Linked DNA regions of Zea mays: region 2 is linked to region 1. The links are chromatin contacts, called in public Hi-C maps. All regions are on one chromosome and are shown on one strand. Each heading gives the region's core, a stretch centred on a gene start, on an enhancer-like site or on the middle of the called end of the contact. The rest is flanking DNA. Distances are from core to core; before and after follow the strand shown.

Evidence for each region. Hi-C and Micro-C count contacts between places; a contact is called where the count stands out from the background.
Region 2: a contact with region 1 is called in a Hi-C map of ear, with 2.1 times the contacts expected there. The contact joins the promoter of LOC100283168 here to the promoter of LOC100283144 in region 1. A contact is called at or near these places in 3 of 25 Hi-C or Micro-C datasets (bundle sheath, ear and tassel).

What each region holds. Positions count from the first base shown.
Region 1 is chr2:7,546,551-7,551,065 of Zm-B73-REFERENCE-NAM-5.0, reverse strand. It overlaps LOC100283144 (AATL2), which reads left to right and starts at 2,028. Exons shown (of 7, transcript NM_001156046.1): 1 at 2,028-2,279; 2 at 2,443-2,826; 3 at 2,984-3,377; 4 at 3,472-3,577; 5 at 3,668-3,759; 6 at 3,852-3,920; 7 at 4,072-4,442. The coding sequence starts at 2,107. The coding sequence ends at 4,170. It also overlaps the pseudogene LOC103645889.
Region 2 is chr2:7,811,232-7,815,746 of Zm-B73-REFERENCE-NAM-5.0, reverse strand. LOC100283168 (MYND finger family protein) reads left to right here and starts at 2,245. Exons shown (of 15, transcript NM_001156070.1): 1 at 2,245-2,437; 2 at 2,700-2,775; 3 at 2,884-2,969; 4 at 3,060-3,367; 5 at 3,618-3,730; 6 at 3,843-3,874; 7 at 4,260-4,378. The coding sequence starts at 2,342.

The DNA of each region.
Region 1 (4,515 bases), core at 779-3,278:
CGTGCTAGTGACGCGCCAATCTAGAATGGTACTTCCTACTAGAAGGAAATGCAGAGAAATCAAGTAGATAGGAACTCCGGACTCGCACGGCGGCGGGACACGGTGAATTGACAAGAGGGAGATGCCGACAGGTTGGCTGGTTACCGTCACATGGAGTTTCGAACTCCCAATGGATGATATCTTGCCGCGGCCGGGGCAGGTCGATATCATTGGGCCGGTGGCAAATGGTCCAAGGGTTTCCGACGGTTTCCGACTACGAACCTTACATCCGGGCCGGAGGGCATTGCGAATGGTAGGCGGTCGGAAGTAGAGGCGCAACCGGTTATAGTGGCGGGGGTATGGGTAGGATGGCGGCGAGGTAAAGGGAAGGAAGATAAGGCACGCAGTGGCTGCGGCGGCGGCATGACCGACGGGCTGCGAAGCGCGGGTGCCGGCGACTCCGGCCGTTCCCTTCCGAGGTCCGCTCGACGGTGTTTGGGATTAGCTGGGCTGCGGAATCATCGATGGGCTGCAGGCTGCGCTGGGTCCACAATGGGCTTACGCTGATCCGGGAGGAAGCTACCGTGAGCGTCGGGCCTTATTAGGCTTTGAAGGAAGGCACGCGATCGCCTTCCTTTTGGGCTGGAGTACGTTATGGGCTAGGTGCCGTCTCTATGGTCCGCGTCCACCGCTGGTGCGTAACAGAAGAACTGAACAACTGAAGAAAAAACCAACAGTTAAGAAAATATACGAACTTGTTAAGAACTGAACTTGTTCGCAGGATAATCTTAGGATTATAAAAAAACAAAACAAAACTCAGAGTCTGGTGCGTAACAGAATACTGAGCAATTGAATAAAAATCCAATGACAAAACTCAGAGTCTGGTGCGTAGCAGAAGAACTGAACAACTGAAGAAAAAACCAATGTCATGTCATGTGGAATAGGAATATGTCAGGTCGAAATATAGCATCGATTCTTGATGCATCACTCGCAACTATTTCATTCTCGCATACACTGTACCTGAACTAGGTGTTTTCTATGTAATGAGCTCACAGACAGAACATACACCTATTGCTGGAGTTCTCTAGTCCATCTACAGTTAAGAAAAGATTTGTTTTACACCTGCAAATCGCTAAAATACACGCAGAGAGTAAGTTGCCATTGTACATCTAAGATCTAACGGCCTTCTAGCACCGTGAGGCTATAATGTCATGCACATACAATGCATGTTGTCACTGGCTCCTCTAGGCTCACCATGCCTAAGTGCAAAATACACAGGTTGCATTGGTACTGGTCACAACTGCTGACATGAAAGGGCCTGCAGCTTGGACTGTGTTGAACACACAAGAGGCCTATATGGACGCATCGTGAAGCTTCTTCAGGGCAGCAACTCTCCATAGTTGAAGAGCCCACTAGTTTCTCTACTTCTCCATCTTTCCATAAGTTCCAGGCGTGAACAGAAATAAAATTTACCAGTGGGCTCACCCTCTGTTGTCTGTGGATTCCTTTAGTTCTGAACTCTATGCATTTCGATACTTAGATATGAGATAAGGCCGGTCAGGAAAATCCATGGTAATGTGTGTCGACCGAATCCTTAATCCACTTACAATCTCCAGCATTAGAACGCCAGGTGTCCGGTTTGACTGAAAAGGCACCTTCGATTACATATTCAGAAGTCACGTAACCACTGTGCAAATGGTTTGACCTATAAAGTAAGTCTGCATATGGTTTGACAAAAAGAGCAGGCATGTATAAATCCAAAATGAATAAGCAGCAACGCGGCAACACTTTCACCCATGTTGTCAGCGGACGGCGGCGGCGACATAAAACGCGCGTGCGGCCGGTGGATGGTCCGTCAAACACGGGTTTGTTTGTTGGTAGGGCTCTCCAAGGGCCGAGTTCTTATGAATAAAATACTAGTCAATGGCCCAATAAGAAACAGAAAGGTAACAGTTTCCGGATCTCGCGAGCGGGGCAACGGGATGTGTGTATATATATATATATCTATCTATCCATCGATCTCGCCCCGGGCTACTCCAAAATATCCAGCTTTTTCCTGCGGCAAACTACCTGGCCGCCATCTCCTCCGATCCCTCGGCATACGTCTCCATCGGCCGGGCGACCGAGATGGCGACGCCCTCCAGCATGACGTCGACGGAGAAGGAGAAAGCCATCGACGACTGGCTGCCCATCACCTCGTCCAGGAACGCCAAATGGTGGTACTCCGCCTTCCACAACGTCACGGCCATGGTCGGCGCCGGCGTCCTCAGCCTGCCCTACGCAATGTCCGAGCTCGGCTGGTACGTGGCATCCATCTGATCTGGTCTTAATTGTTGTCCTCGCCTCGATCGGCATGCAATATTGTGCCTTGCATGCATCTGTCGTCGCGATCGATCCATTTAACTGATCGATGGATATATGGATCTGCATGCGTGAACGAACTAACACACCGCATGCGTGCAGGGGTCCCGGCGTGGTCGCCATGGTCCTGTCTTGGGTGATCACCCTGTACACGCTGTGGCAGATGGTCGAGATGCACGAGTGCGTCCCCGGGAAGCGTTTCGACCGCTACCACGAGCTGGGCCAGCACGCGTTCGGCGATAAGCTGGGCCTCTGGATCGTCGTCCCGCAGCAGCTCATCGTCGAGATCGGCGTCTGCATCGTCTACATGGTCACCGGCGGCAAGTCGTTCGAGAAGTGCTACACCGTCGCCTGCCCGGACTGCAAGCCGCTCCGCACCAGCTCGTGGATCATGGTCTTCGCCGCCATCCACCTGCTGCTCTCGCAGCTGCCCAACTTCAACTCCATCACGCTCGTCTCCCTCGCCGCCGCAGTCATGTCGCTCACGTAAGGATCGATCTATATATTATTGCCGTACGTCTGTCATTACTACTAATTACTCGCTCTGATGATCGATGGATTATTGATCGCTTGGATCGGATCATGCATGATGGATTGAATGATTCTATGCATGCAACGCAACAACGCATATCGCACAATGCAGCTACTCGACGATTGCATGGGCGGCGTCGGCGCACAAGGGGCGGCACTCGGCCGTGGACTACAGCATGAAGGCGTCGACGACGACGGGGCAGACGTTCAACTTCCTGAGCGCGCTCGGGGACGTGGCGTTCGCGTACGCGGGGCACAACGTGGTGCTGGAGATCCAGGCCACCATCCCGTCCACGCCAGACAAGCCGTCCAAGAAGCCCATGTGGCAGGGCGTCGTCCTCGCCTACCTCGTCGTCGCCATCTGCTACCTCCCGGTGGCGTTCGTCGGCTACTACGTCTTCGGCAACGCCGTCGACGACAACATCCTCATCACCCTCGAGAAGCCACGCTGGCTCATCGCCGCCGCCAACATCTTCGTCGTCGTGCACGTCATCGGCAGCTACCAGGTGGTCCCAAATAACCTCCCGCGCGCGTATTGCTGCGTCGTTAGTATTGGTGACGGCTACGCGCGCACAGTACACTAACATATAATTAGTGCAGATCTACGCCATGCCCGTGTTCGACATGCTCGAGACGTTCCTGGTGAAGAAACTCCGGTTCAAGCCAGGCATGCCTCTCCGTTTGATAGCGCGCTCGCTCTATGTTGGTAAGTACTTGTATATATATACACATTAATTCAACGTACGTACGCATTGAACTGATCTGATTACATATGCATCTTTTGTCGTGCGTGCAGTGCTGACAGCTCTGGTTGGCATCGCCGTGCCGTTCTTCGGGGGGCTGCTAGGGTTCTTTGGTGGCTTCGCATTTGCGCCGACAACCTACTACGTGAGAGATCTGTCCTTTAGAATTCAGCATCAATTAGTTTTCTTTATTTCAGCCCATCCTAATTCCTAACTAAGCACTTCATGACCAAACAGCTTCCGTGCATTCTGTGGTTGAAGATTAAGAAGCCAAAGAAGTTCAGCCTCTCTTGGTTCATCAACTGGGTCAGTCAGATCTATTCTTCTTGTCGTTGTTGTTGTTTTACCTCTACAATTAATGTACATGGCGCATTATTATCTATTATTCCATCTGCAATTTGGTGAAGCGCTGATATATATGTATAGTGCTAATAACATGCTTCGACATGGCCTGCAGTTCTGCATCATAGTCGGCGTGCTCCTGACGGTGCTTGCGCCCATTGGTGGCCTCCGGTCGATCGTCGTCAACGCCTCCACCTACAAGTTCTTCTCGTGATCGGGTTATCCCCTCGCGCCCCATGCATTGCGGCGCCCCTAGGGATATTAGTTAGCTAGCTAGCAAGATAAACATTAGCAGGTAGCTAGGTTTAAACTTTTTTATGCCATATATGGTGTGTGTGAGTGTGTTTGGAACTTGGTTTAATTTGTGCTATCGCTAAGTCGTCGTCGTTCACTTTCTAAAGAGATGTGATAGTGTTAATTTGCCTGTTTGGGCCGATAAACAAACCATGCACTCGCATTGCACGGCACGGCTGAGACAATAGTTATACATGACGAGCCTAAAACCATGCTGCACGTGTCGGTACGGTTATCGTGACCGCGTAAATAGGATCAGCACCCA
Region 2 (4,515 bases), core at 996-3,495, 260 kb before region 1:
GGTATTTATAGCTCTCAACCACCATATAGCCGTTGGGGAGGCTGTGTGTCGATGGGCGCACCGGACAGTCCGGTGCGCCAGCCACGTCACCCAACCGTTAGGGTTCTGAAGATTCTGACCATTGGAGCACTGACTTCATGTCGCACCGGACAGTCCGGTGCGGCACCGGACAAGTGTTGTTCACTGTCCGGTGCGCCTCTGATGCCTGCTCTGACTTCTGCGCGCACTGTTCACGCTTTTGCAGACGACCGTTGCGCTGGATAGCTGTTACTCCGCTGGCACACCAGACAGTCCGGTGGCACACCGGATGGTCCGGTGAATTATAGCGGAGTGTGCCCTGAGAAACCCGAAGGTGAGGAGTTCAGAGTGTACGACCCTTGGTGCACCGGGCACTGTCCGGTGCGCCAGACGAGGGTTCTCTTCGGTTTCTTTTGCTCCTTTCTTTTGAACCCTAACTTTGATCTTTTTATTGGTTTGTGTTGAACCTTTGGCACCTGTAGAATATATAATCTAGAGCAAACTAGTTAGTCCAATTATTTGTGTTGGGCATTCAACCACCAAAATCATTGATAGGAAAAGGTTAAACCCTATTTTTCTTTCACCCATGAAGGTGAATTAGTTGACAAACACATGTTTAAGGTCCGTTTGTTGGAGATGATGATGTATTCATAGTCCTAAAATAAATCAAATTGGGCCCAAAACAATATTTAGGACTCATTCTTGGAGTTGCTCTAACTTTCCCCAGCTAAAGTATCACTTTAATAACTTTTAGTTTTACGTACTCACGTGAATGACACCACACTTTTTTCCGCTCAGACTATGTTTGATACTCTAGTATTCACTCATATACACATGAGTTGAGATGGATTGAGATATAAATTAATTTAATTTACACCCAATCCCCTTCAATCCATATAAATTGGGGGTGAATATTAGCCGAACAGATCACGTCTATTTGCGACACATGAACAGGGCATGCGCGTGGGCCCATGAAGGTGAATTAGTTGACAAACACATGTTTAAGGTCCGGTTGTTGGAGATGATGATGATGTATTCAGAGTCCTAAAACAAATTAATTCGGTCCCAAAACAATATTTAGGGATCAAATTTAGGACTCCTTCATGGAGTTGCTCTAACCTTCCCCAATTAAAGTATCACTTTAATAAATTTTAGTTTTACATACTCACGTGGATGACGTCATACTTTTTTTTTCTCAGACTATGTTTGATATTCTAGGATTCACTCATATACATATGAGTTGAGATGGATTGAAGTATAAATTAATTTAATTTATACCCTAATTCCCTTCATCCCATATATACTGGGGTGAATATTAGCCGAACAAGCCAACCGGTGCCCGCGGGTTTGTCTTAGCTTCACCAACGCAACACATACCATTGCTAGAGCACTAGATCCGTACAACATTTTTTAGCAACAATAAGCTAGAGTCAGACTCTGGTTTTCTAGCTATCGAAGTCATCGAGACTTCAAAGTGCAGGGCCAAACAATGATGGTTGATGTTGCTATCCAGGTCTGTTGGCCAGAATTATTTGTATTCGTTTATGTTGTCATATCATGCTATCTGACCTAACCCAGGTTCTGATTTATACTTATCCCTTTATATAATTTGAATTGTTGTCTGCACATTTTGAACCGAATGAGCACTGTTTTGCAACTGTTTTGCATGTTTCTTTCTGAGGCGAACAATAAAATTTTGAATCTACGATTTGAATTGGCAGGAGCAGGACCAATAAACTCACTCAGTACTGAGAGCACACTACTCAGTAATTCCTACTTACTGGAATAAAAATTACCACTCTAAGAATATTAAGTGCTCACAACTAGTTCAGAAGTATCGTTTAACAAATAAAAATATCTTTGAGAAAAAAGCAATCATCCACGAAAAAAACCTAGAATTTGCAGATTCCTACTAAAACTTCACAAAAAACCTTAAACTTAGCATACAGTCCAACCACCACCTCTATCATACCCAACGTATATATTTTTTGTCACATCTCACATGGTACACTATTTCTCATGCGAAGAATTTGGAATGCTAGAGGCTTTACTTTTCTTTCTATTGATTAAAAAACATTGAACAGAGAAAAACAATGGGTTACGCTTTTCTTTCTCTTGCTTAAACATTGGAAGAGAGAAAACCAAATGGTTACGCTTTCACTTCCTAACGGCGTAAGGTATATTTACGTCTTCATGTGGCGGATGCGTACTACCGTCTCCGCACGCCAGAACCCCAAAACCCCAGCGGCCAGCAAAAGCAGCGGCGGCGCGGCCAGGGACCGACGTACCCGCCGCGAGAAGCTCCGGTTGGCACCCCAACGGCATGGATGCTAGCAGCGTCAGCCCGTGCGATCTAGACAGGGAGTTTGCGCTCCAAATCGCTCAGCTCCTCGCCACGCCTCCTCTCCAATCAGCCCAGGTTCTTGCTTTCTTTCTGGCCCCTTCTGTGCGACTAGCCTGTTTGCTTGAGAATCCCTTGATTGAACAGTCTCTTGGCATCAAAGCTGTTACTTTGGTCGAACCTTTCCGAATCCAGGCTTTTCATGGCGTTGGCGTTGTTGGTGTGGTATCTTAGGCTTTGATAGCGTTGGTACAAAATTATGCGAGAAATGCTATATCTGGGTGTTAACATCAGTGCGAGTATCAGGTAATGAATATGCTGCCTTTTGTTTCTTCATCAGGAATACTATGGTGAACTCATACGGTCCAAGAAGCTTGATGGCATTAGAGTGAGCTACAGTGGCAAGCATGGGAAAGGTATCCGTTGCTGAGCTATAATTTAGAGGGCAGCCACTCAGCCTGATCTGGTTATGTAAAATTGGCATAAGGTAAAAGCTCCCATTTTCAACAAACCGGTTCTTTCAGGTGTTTATGCAAATAGGGACTTTGGTGAAGACGACCTTGTTCTGAAGGACCAAATGTTGGTCGGTGCTCAGGACAGCCTTAACAAGGTTATCCCATTTGATCGAAAGTAAATAATCCATTGCGCCGTTTATTTGAAAACTAACTGGCTGTTCCGGTTTCTATGTGCCTTTTTGCAGATTGACTGTGTTGTGTGTAGTTACTGCTTCCACTTCATTGGTTCTATAGAGTACCAAATTGGGCGTAGATTGTATTTGCAAAGCCTTGGTGGTAGTGGTGATGGCACTACCGAGAGACACTGCCATGGGAGTGATGTTGGGTCAAGTACTGGCTGTTCCGGTGCATCAAATGGAAATAGCAATGCTGTGCCACAAGAGGTCCTGTTGTCACTTATGGATGGTAATACGCTGTTGCCTTTAACCGATCAGTTCTGTTTGCCACCAGTTGTTGCTTGCCCTGGTGGATGTGAGGGAGAACTCTACTGCAGGTTTGTGTTCCTAATAATTTGTGAATACTTCTTGATTTGCGAGGTGGCACCAGAGATGATTATATAGGCCTGAAAACTAACTTCTCTTGGCACAACATATGATATCTGTTTCTCCTCACTATTTCTTCAGACCTAATTTCCGTGTACAAAACTTGTGACTATAAAAATTACTCTTGTTATTTCTTGGATATTTCGTTTAAATATAACCTTGAGAAGAAAACTTGGTTAAGTAATATTGCAATTTGTACAGCCAATCATGTGCGGATTCCGATTGGGATTCTTATCACTCTTTGCTGTGTGCTGGATCCAAGACTGAACCATTGCGGAAATCTGCCCTTCAGAAATTTGTGGGGCATGCTAATGGTAAGCCAGCACTAAATATTTATGGTCTGCATCATTATGGCACAATGTCCAGCTTCCACTTTTCATTTAAGTTGGAAACCTATTTTCTGATGATAGTTGTTCTTTATTTCAGAAACCAATGATATTTTTTTGGTTGCTGCCAAGGTAAGTGGCAGAAGTATGCATACTATATAGTATGTTTGCATCCAAAGATCAGTCTAATTTACTATATTTGTTTCGCATTTCTAATCTTGTTCAAGTGATATCTTCTTTTTATATTTTAAAATTGCAGCTTAGTCTTGGTCAAATGCACATAGAAATTTGAGCATCAGACTTAAGAGTTGATATCAGTCGCCAATATTTGTCAAAACTGTGAACCTGCTATAGACCAATGCACCAAAACAGATCATTTCATGATAAGACGATTATATGAATTTCATGAGGCTAAAAAGAGCAAACAAAAAAATCACTCTTTGTCTTCTGGCCTCTAGGTTGCAATCCAATAACACTTCTTGATTCTCATTCACAAACATCCGCTTTTATATGTCAGGCTATCACTTTCACCTTGTTGAGATATAGGAAACTCAAAAGACAGCATGTGTCTCATGAATCAAGCTCTTCGCTCCTCTTGGAAGCATGGAAACCACTTTCAATGGGCTTCAAAAAGAGGTAACAAGAATGAGCTTGTGTGACTTTTCCCCAGACAACCTGGAGTGATTACTTGTTGAGTGCATCACTAAGAAACAGTGTTGCATGACAGCTGTTGTTGAGCATGATAATTGTTGTTCAGTTTTTGTGTGCGTAGT